2 separate regions of the Triticum aestivum genome follow, and region 2 is linked to region 1. Evidence: chromatin contacts called from public Hi-C data. All regions are on one chromosome and are shown on one strand. Each heading gives the region's core, a stretch centred on a gene start, on an enhancer-like site or on the middle of the called end of the contact. The rest is flanking DNA. Distances are from core to core; before and after follow the strand shown.

Region 1 (4,727 bases), core at 1,056-3,555:
GTTTGTTCTCGTTGTCGTCATTTGCATGATAGAAATGAAATAACAGGTTCAACAATTCTTGGAAAAATTTATAGAACAAATTCCACGTGTTGAAATTATTGAATAAGCTCTGTTGCAAATTTATTGCATATCTGGAAGCTTCCTTTCATGGTTATATACTGACTATGTCCGACTAATGACAGTTTCTGTATATTAATGTGTAACAGGGCTTACCAAGTTTGCCTGAGAATGAGACCGAGTTGACATTCGGTGCAGGAGCAGATGATCCTCCAACTACTGTCGCCTTGAGATTAGAATTCCAGCGTGATCGACTATCACAACAAAGCCCTGAGGAGGTACTATATGCATGAGCCAATGTGCTCATGAAATCCACATCTTTATCAAATTGTACAGATTCTATAATCTGAGCCCAGTATTATAAAATTTATTATAGCTATTTCCTGACAAGATATTGCTATCATTTCCCATGCATGTGTCTTGAACAACCTTCTCAAGAACTAAACATCATACACAATTAAGAGGTAACCAATGGTCCGAATTTTACTTACACATGTTTTATGAAAAAATCTTGTTCAGGAGTCAATACTGGCTTCAATGCTGATGCGCCCATGGCCTGCAAGTGCTATTGGTACTGCAAGCTTTGAAGGAGCTGATGAGAGATTGAATCGAATAAAGCGGGTTTTCATAAAGACACAGCGTGACCACATGCTGGACCCTCAGCAGCAAGATTCCATGATCAAGAAGTGGCCACCCAGCGAGGTTTTGGTCATAGATACAGACCACAGCCCCTTCTTCTCTGCACCAGAACAGCTCTTTAACCTAATAGTCAAATCTCTATGATGCAAATATGCAAATTACTGAACTCTCTATAGTGGGTTTGTTCAAATTCTTGTAACATGACATATACTAAGTATCCGAGTTAGGATAACATCTTTGTGAAGCATGTTTCTCAGGGAATCTTCAAGACAAATGGATAAATGGTTTAAGGGTGTAAGTAAAGCTGGTTTAGGGTAAACATTACCATTCACTTTGTAAGCAAGTAACTCAAATCAGGCCTACGTAATTCCCATTTTAGATAAGTCTACGTGTTATTCCAAAAGAAAAAGGAAAAGAAAAGGACCGAGTCAAAGGTGCTGAAGTGTATATATGGATTGCCTAGCCCTTTCCATCATTTCGGACTTTTGGTTCCGCTGCCTAGACATGAAGCTTAACATGGTATCAGAGCCTAAGGTCTTGAGTTCAAGTCCTGGCTTTCGCAGTTAATCCAAAAATTGCTACTGCCCCCCTCTATGTCCATGTATAGGCCTCTTGAGCCATACCTCTGAGTCTATTCACATATTGACTTCCCGCGTCACACGTAAGAGGAAGTGTTGAAGTGTATATGTGGATTGCCTAGCCCTTTCCATCAGTTCGGACTTTTGGTTGCGTTCAGTCTTTATCTTTTCTCAGGAACCAGCATTAGCCGCTGATATACAAGCCAACCAAGCAGAATGTTTTACCTTAACTAAGCTTTGCAGTAACACTTTAATTGCTGGATCAGATAACTCATCAGAAGTTACTCTTCAATGGCCACTAGAGCACAGCCTCCTTGCCCCAGCTCACACACAGTGCCTCCTCCCTTTGCTGTAAAATGACAGCATCAACTCCATCTTGTGCCTTTTCCCCTTGCTGACCACGACTTCTGGTGCCTCACAAAACGAGATGACAAACTCAGCTATCCAACACGGAGAATTTGCTTCATATAATTCACGATGGGAAATTAGGAATGCAGTCTCACATCATATAAACTGTGGAAAATCGTGGAAAAATTTCATTGAAACTCATGGCGTTCGCATCTCACACTGTTAATCATGGAAAATTTGTTGACGCCTAGGAATAGAACCTATCCAGCAAATCGAACACAGCAACTCGACCACGCATTCGATCGAACAGGTGCCGTGCTACTGCCCTACACCACGGACAGCCCCTATCTTCAGCATGGTATAACTGCTCACCTGGCATGGAACACCTCCCTGGCGTCGTAGAGGAAGGCGCTATTGTCGAACGTGGAGGTCTGCGGCGGCGGGTGGCGGCGGCGGCCTCGTCGACGGCAGCAGTTACTACATGCAGCGGCGCCGCTCCACCATTCAGTGTTACTCTGCCGCTCTAATGTGAGACCACCGTGCGGGTCCCGCACCCTGACCGCTTAAACACACTTGGACGCTGACGGGTGGGCCTCACGTGGCAGGAACGGAAACACACCGCGAAGCTTTGGCTAATCCAACCCACAGAGACGGCGCGCATGGCGACCGCGGCGGCGGCGGCGTCGCTCCGGTACTTCCCCTCTTCCATCAGGAACCGCAGCTATCCCGGAACTATCGGCGGCGGCGCTGTGGTCACGTTTTCTCCACGGCGGGGCCGCTGTGCGACGGCGGCCGTGGCCGCGCCTTCGCGGGAGGCGGAGCCGGCCTCCTCGCTCGGGGACCTCACCCGCGTAGACTTCCCCATCCTGGACCAGGTCTCCCCTGCTCATCTCCGGCTCGTCTCGTTGTTTGGTTGTTCGTGCCATTCCAGTCCAATTTTGAATTTGATTAGTGAAATAGTATTTACAGTCGCGCATCTAATTATGTTTTTTCCCGATAAATTATCGGATCGTTCTTGATTGCGGCGCGTCTAGATACTCCTGATTACAACATGTATGTAGTCCTGCTTTTGCTGCTGCCTGGAAATATTTCCATTTGTTCGTAAGAGAGTCTATGCTTCACCGTACGGAGTTCCAACTGTTGTTCAAGGCAGTGTGTACGCAATTGGAGCGAGGGGCCATGGAGGTTTATTCCCAACATGGGTGGCAGCATAACCTCTGTATCGGCCCATCGCCTCCTTCGACATAGACATAGTGACGGTCCTATTTGACTCTACTGGTGCCGATATGTCAAATTTTTATCTTCTTTCAGACTGTTTGTGTTTGGCTGTGTGCATCCTAGCTATGCAGAGGCTGGGTGTTGCTCATCATGATTTCCTCTTGATGCTACATTATGAGTTAATTAAAGCGCTCTTTATCGAAAAAAATGTTCATAAGAGAGATATGGGCTTTTAGCATATCACCATGTCTGGTGCAGTTACCACTACGGATAAGCTGATATAAGTTTCACTCAGCTTTCTTTTGATTCGGTTATGCGTGTAAAACATCCATTTGTAGGGCCCTCCAGAACAGTTGTTTTATTCAATGTGGATTCAGTAACTGCAAAATTATTGTTGGTTTACATGCTGGATTCTTTCGTTATTACTATGTCGCAAACTTTAACCTTACATTTTGTTATGTATACACTTTTGGCATTCAAGTGAGGTGGTTTTTATATCATTTATGATCATCGGAACTTGCAGGAATTTGATGGTAACAAATTAGTTTACTTCGACAATGGTTCAACATCACAGAAACCCTCTCATGTGATGAAAGCCTTAGACGACTACTACCGATTTTATAATTCGAATGTTCACCGTGGCATTCATGCTCTCAGGTAATTTTTTGATTTGTCCTTTATGTCTTAATTGGGTGTTGCAAGTGTAAAATACCCACTAGTACCAGGAATTTGGATGCATATTCTCTATCTCTAAGTGTGAGTAAAGCAAGGTTGTGGCCCTGATGTAATATCTGGCTCTAGACCCCTAGAGGCGTTGAGCTGTGCAGGAGAAAACCCTTTTTTTTTTGAGAAACAGAAGATTACCCTTTTACTCTCCTACTAGGAATATGGATGTGAATCACCACAGAACACCCCCTACAGCATAAAACTATTTTACATAATTACATTTCACTTTTCGCCTTGCACAATTTCTTCTGTGATTTCCCCCATATCTGACTTGTCTGTTTTGTGAGGTATGGTAGTGCTCACATAATTTTATTGTATTGGACAATGATGCTATAGGTGTCGTGTTTTGAGATATATGATGATCAACTGTGTGCATAGAAAGATATAGCAGTTGATTTGCTTCATAGTATGTCATTGCTAGGCTGCTAGTTTTGTATCACTCAGTCAAGTAGGTTATCATATGCTTTTAGTGTTTGCGAGCTATGTGCATATGTATACACATGTTTTGCTCCTACTGACATGTTTTCTTCACTATCATCAGCGCAAAGGCTACTGATGCATATGAGAGTGCAAGAAGGAAAGTTGCAAATTTCGTCAATGCGGCTGATAGTAGAGAGATTATTTTTACTCGTAATGCTACAGAAGCTATCAATTTAGTAGCTTATTCGTGGGGCCTATCTAACTTAAAACAAGGAGATGAGGTGAATCCTCCATCTTCCCCAGCTGATACTTCGTGCTCTACCTGCCAGTCATAATTTCTTTTTATGCTTCTACTTTGATGCATATCATGAATATTGTTCTTCAAACACTGTTTGACCTGTTTCATGTATTTATGCATCCCCATATTATTTTCCTCATCTCTTTCTAGCTCATTAACTGCTAACTCTTCATATAGTGATTCATAACCTGCCGTTGTTCTAGATAAAATTGTTAAATTTATCTTATAAGAATGTCACCAAACATTGATTTTTATCACGATTCATAGAAATATGCATTTACACTTATTGATAGTAATTCGTCTGCTATTTCTGCCGAGCAGATTATTCTTACAGTTGCGGAGCATCATAGTGCGATTGTTCCTTGGCAATTTGTATCCCAAAAAACTGGTGCTGTCCTAAAGTATGTTGGGCTGACTAAAGAAGAGGTTCCAGACATTGAGCA
Region 2 (4,624 bases), core at 1,098-3,597, 620 kb after region 1:
GGTGATTAATAAAGTTTGATGATGATTCTCAAAAAAAGCTTCAATGCAAGCGATTTCAATTTTCACATACCCGGGTATGTTGATCCCACTATCCACAGTACCACCACATATCCTCCTTGTGATGACAATACCACTACCTATCCTACTTTCGACGACAATACACCACCTTCACAATCCTTCACCAATTCCACTAGTGCCAACACTTCCTCCACTACCATCGATGCAAAAAAGTCTTGTCGCAAAACCTCAAAAGTGTGGGATTACTTCGATGAAGTAATAGTTGAGGTGGGTGGTGTTTGTGTGATTAAGGTCAAGTGCAGAAGATGCGGGGAAATGTATTGCATATGGGGTCAAGGAGGAACCCGACCAGCTGATCTGGCACAAGAAAGCCCACATGAAGAAGGATGGAGAGGCCGTGGCGAGATAAAACCCTAATGGTTCGATATATAATTTCACCTATGATGCCAATGTTTAGAGGGAAGATCTTTGTCCTTTAATTGCTTATAGTGATTTACCTCTAGGTTTTGGTGAGTCTGATGATTTTACTGAATACATTCAGACTACTCATACTCCTAATTTCAAACTAGTTTCTAGACAAGCTACAATTATGGATATGAAAAGGTTATGCAAAACCGGACTTACAAAAAGAAAAGAAGAATTTACCACATGCACTTTTTGGGTCTCTTCAAGACCTTATATCAGGAGTGGTCAGGCAAAGCAAGACTACAATAGTGTGGTCGCTCATTATGTTAGCGATAAGTAGGAACTACAAAAAAGAATCATAAGATTCGAATTAATTGGCGAAGCACATGCTGGTGTGAACATTGCTCAAGCTTTAAGTAGAGTTGTGCAGATTTTGGTCCGACCAACAAGTTTTTTGCAGTAACTTTGGATAATGCTTCAACAAATACAATTGCAATGGAGGACCTCACTCCTCTGTTTTTCATATATGCTGCATCTTTTTTACTGCATCAACGTTATGCTTGCCATATAATTATCTTATTACTAAATGTGCCTTCAAATGCAAACCACATTTTGAAAAATTGCAAACTGCAGTTTCTTATCTTAGTAACTCTAAACAACGAATTGCAAGCTCCAAGAGATATTGCATTGTTGTAGGAGAAATTCCTCATAAGTATAATTTTGACTTGTTTGTTACATGAAACTCTACATATATGATGCTCAAGTCACTTCTCCGAGACAAAGATACATTCTCGGGATTTCGTGAATGCAAGTATCATAGCTAATCACTCATGTGATCTGCATGTTGCTTCAATATTGACTAAGTTTTTTGGAGATGTTTTATGATGCAATAATTTACTTCAGTGGTCATCATTCCACATCTCCTTTAATGGTGCATAGTATTGTAGACATTGCAACTCATGTGAACGCATACAAAAGGCGTTGAATTATAAGTTGTTGCTTGCATGAAACTTAAATATTTAAATATTAGAAAGAAATTCCTATGTTTCATGTATTTGCATTTATCTTGGATCTAGGGCTAAGCTTGATCATTTTTATTAGATGGGTCCCTACATTTAGATTATTCTTGTTATTTCACTGATGTTCGTGATAAGTTTCTGAAGTTTACGATAAGTACGAACAAAAGTTTTTTGGCGTTCGAGTGCAACGGCCTCCACCAACACTATCTGCATGAAAAAAAAGGAGCGCGGAACAAGATATTTGGTTCTTCCTCCTTTGCCTTGAGCTCTTCGACAGGAGCATCAAAGACTTTAGTGTGTGTGCTTGCATGTGGTGGGTAGTTAGCGATGTACCTTAACAGCGACAAAGTCAACTTCAGTGAAGATGACGAGGACTTCAACATACATCAATGGTGGCATGAACACAAGCTTACATATCTGGTGATTTCCATATTAGCACGAGATTTGTTATCAATACGCATCTCATCGACATCGTCAGAGTCTGCTTTCAACATAGCTGGAAGAGTACTTGAGGAGAGAAGAATCAGTCTCACCCCGGATAAGGTAATGGCCATGAAATATGAGAAACTAGCGAGCAGGAAAGCACAATACACCGCAGACAACAAAGAACCGGAAGCCACATTCACAGATCTTCCAATCAAAGAAGAGGAAGAATACTTGTGGTCATTGTATGTTTTTTCATTTTCTTTCCCTTCTATATAATCTAGAGCATGGTTTTATACTCTTTTTTCTTCTGAGGGGTGGAAGGTTTTAACGAGGCAACCACTTATAAAGCTCAAGATTTCTCCCACGTGACACTTCCCCTCGTTTTTATTTTCCTGTATTTTTTCTGAATTTTACTTCATTTTTTGAGTCAAAACATGCTTTGGCGGGCCACGCACGGCCCTTGTAGCCCATCTGGCCAGGTCCCATTGCCTTCGCATCAGTTGCTCAGATCTCACCTCTCCCGTCTCCATCAGCTGCTCAGACCTCCCCTCCCTGTTTGGCCGCCGCCCCTCACCTCCTCCTCGTCTGCCGACTTTCCAAGGTACTCCACTCACCCTCTCGTTTCTTCCCCAACTCCTCTTGTCCTCGACAAAGCTGTGTGCGTTCCTCTCGTATTCTCAGATCCGCATTACGGGCTCCATGCTCTTGGTTGCAGGGCTGATGGCACTCGAATCCAATTCCTCGTCAAGGTGTACCACGGAGACGGCGAAGGGAACGCATGTCTTGGAGATCATCGGGTACAGCCTCAAGAAGGGCCTGGGAATCGACAAGTTCGTCCAGTCGGCCATCTTCACCGTCGGCGGCTACGACTGGACCATCCGTTTCTACCCTGACGGAGCCAACATGTCATACGCCGATTGCGTTTGCGTGTCGGTCTCGCGTGAGCCCACGGGCAGGGGGTTGGCGCGGGCATCCTGTGATCTGAGACTGGTTAACAAGGATACTGGGTTGCCAAAGAGTATTTGGTTTCTGTCTCAAGCAACCCCGACAGAGTTCGACTACGGTAATCGTGTTTTCCCAGAATGTGGAGGGTTCATTGAAAGGAGTGAGCTGGAGCTGGAAGCATCAGGCTACATTAAGGATGATAGCCTGACAATTGAATGTGTACTCACAGTCATCAAACAATCACAGGTGACAAAAACAACAGGGAGCTCTGAAATCAAGGTGTCATCGTCCAACTTATCGGATCATTTTGGCAAGCTGTTGTTAGAGGGGAAGGGGTCCGACGTGACATTCAGTGTTGGGGGAAAGACTTTTGCCGCACACAAGATCATACTTGTGGCACGATCACATGTCTTTGAGGCAGAGCTGTATGGAGGGATGAAGGAAACAAAGGCAGAGTCCATTACAGTTGAAGACATGCAGCCTGCTGCTTTCAAGGCCTTGCTGCATTTCGTATATACCGATTCATTGCCTGACGTGGGTGATTTTGGTGGTGATGATTACGTTGAGATGATCCGGCATTTACTTGTGGCTGCAGATAGATATGCCATGGACAGGCTGAAGTTGATATGCCAAAACATCCTCGGTAAAAACCTTGCCATGGAGACTCTGGCAACTACATTGGCTTTAGCTGATCACCATAACTGTGACAGGCTTAAGGAAGTGTGCATTGAATTTATTGCCTCTAAGGATGAGATGGATGCCTTGATGGCAACCCAAGGTTACAGTAATCTCAAAAGAACTTTCCCTTCTGTCTTAATAGACGTGTTCGAGAAGGCAAGTAGGTTGCACAAAGCATAGGTGAGCAGCTCATTCTAAGCCAATTCTATTGACAACATTATGTAGTTCTTAAATCGTATGAAAAGATTGCTAGTTAGTTTCCTAGAGCAGCTTGTGCTGACCTGAACCGGTGGGTGGTAAGTCTAGTTTATTGCAATATGTGCACCTTTTGACAAACTACTGGATGCCCAAATTGCTGAACGTCAGGGTGTTGAATTGTTCTGGCCTCATCTATTGTAATGAATGAATATCAGATAACAGCGTAAGTAGCTACTACTTTGCTGCTATTGTTGTGTTAATTATGTTAGCTTCAAAACTGAAAACTGGGGCAGAAAATGAGCAAACATCATCTGGCGCATGGTTATCGCGGGACATATGCATCGTCTGTTAAACTTTTACCTTTTCGGGTTCCTATATCAGAAAACTTATACAATCTCACAGATACAACAATTTGGTGAACGCATCTTTTGATGTATCATGCACTGAAGCCTGTTAAGTAGTTGAAATATTTTTGGGATTCCTATTTGTTGTGCCTAAAAAGTTCAAGGTTATTTATGTTATGTGCTTGATAAACAGCTTAATTTCAGTTATGTATCATACTGAGATGAACTTCATGCACTAGTACCTAGTTTTTTTTCAGATTCACTAGTACCTAGGTTTTATTTCCCTTAACAAGGTATGTCGACATATTTTCATGTTGCATATCTAATAGTGTACGTAATTAAGGGGTTATAGATTGCTGCCTTATTATTACAAAGAGTAATTCAGAATAGCAGCTATGAACGGGTGCATCTATAGCTCGTGATCGCCTTAAAAGACCTAGAAGTGGGCCGGCCCAGTTAGTTCTTCGTCTCATTAGTTCGTTCACTACGATGGTTCGTTGTTGTTGTTTTTTCTTTTTTAATAATTTTATTTATATTTTTGAAATTAAAAATAATATCGTTACTTAAAAGATCGAGAATTTAACAGCGTAC

Evidence for each region. Hi-C and Micro-C count contacts between places; a contact is called where the count stands out from the background.
Region 2: a Hi-C map of leaf shows a contact between it and region 1, with 4 times the contacts expected there. The contact joins the promoter of LOC123094655 here to the promoter of LOC123091543 in region 1. A contact is called at or near these places in 3 of 5 Hi-C or Micro-C datasets (all in leaf).

What each region holds. Positions count from the first base shown.
Region 1 is chr4B:147,837,875-147,842,601 of IWGSC CS RefSeq v2.1, forward strand. LOC123091543 (cysteine desulfurase 1, chloroplastic) reads left to right here and starts at 2,306. Exons shown (of 10, transcript XM_044513080.1): 1 at 2,306-2,497; 2 at 3,364-3,497; 3 at 4,108-4,267; 4 at 4,606-4,727. The coding sequence starts at 2,306. It overlaps LOC123091545 (methylesterase 17), which reads left to right. Exons shown (of 4, transcript XM_044513082.1): 3 at 207-335; 4 at 577-1,079. The coding sequence ends at 840. It overlaps LOC123091547 (a long non-coding RNA gene), which reads right to left and starts at 2,153. Exons shown (of 5, transcript XR_006443281.1): 1 at 1,995-2,153; 2 at 1,500-1,681; 3 at 549-796; 4 at 214-327.
Region 2 is chr4B:148,456,178-148,460,801 of IWGSC CS RefSeq v2.1, forward strand. LOC123094655 (BTB/POZ and MATH domain-containing protein 2) reads left to right here and starts at 2,348. Exons shown (of 2, transcript XM_044516613.1): 1 at 2,348-2,469; 2 at 2,584-3,966. The coding sequence starts at 2,589. The coding sequence ends at 3,671.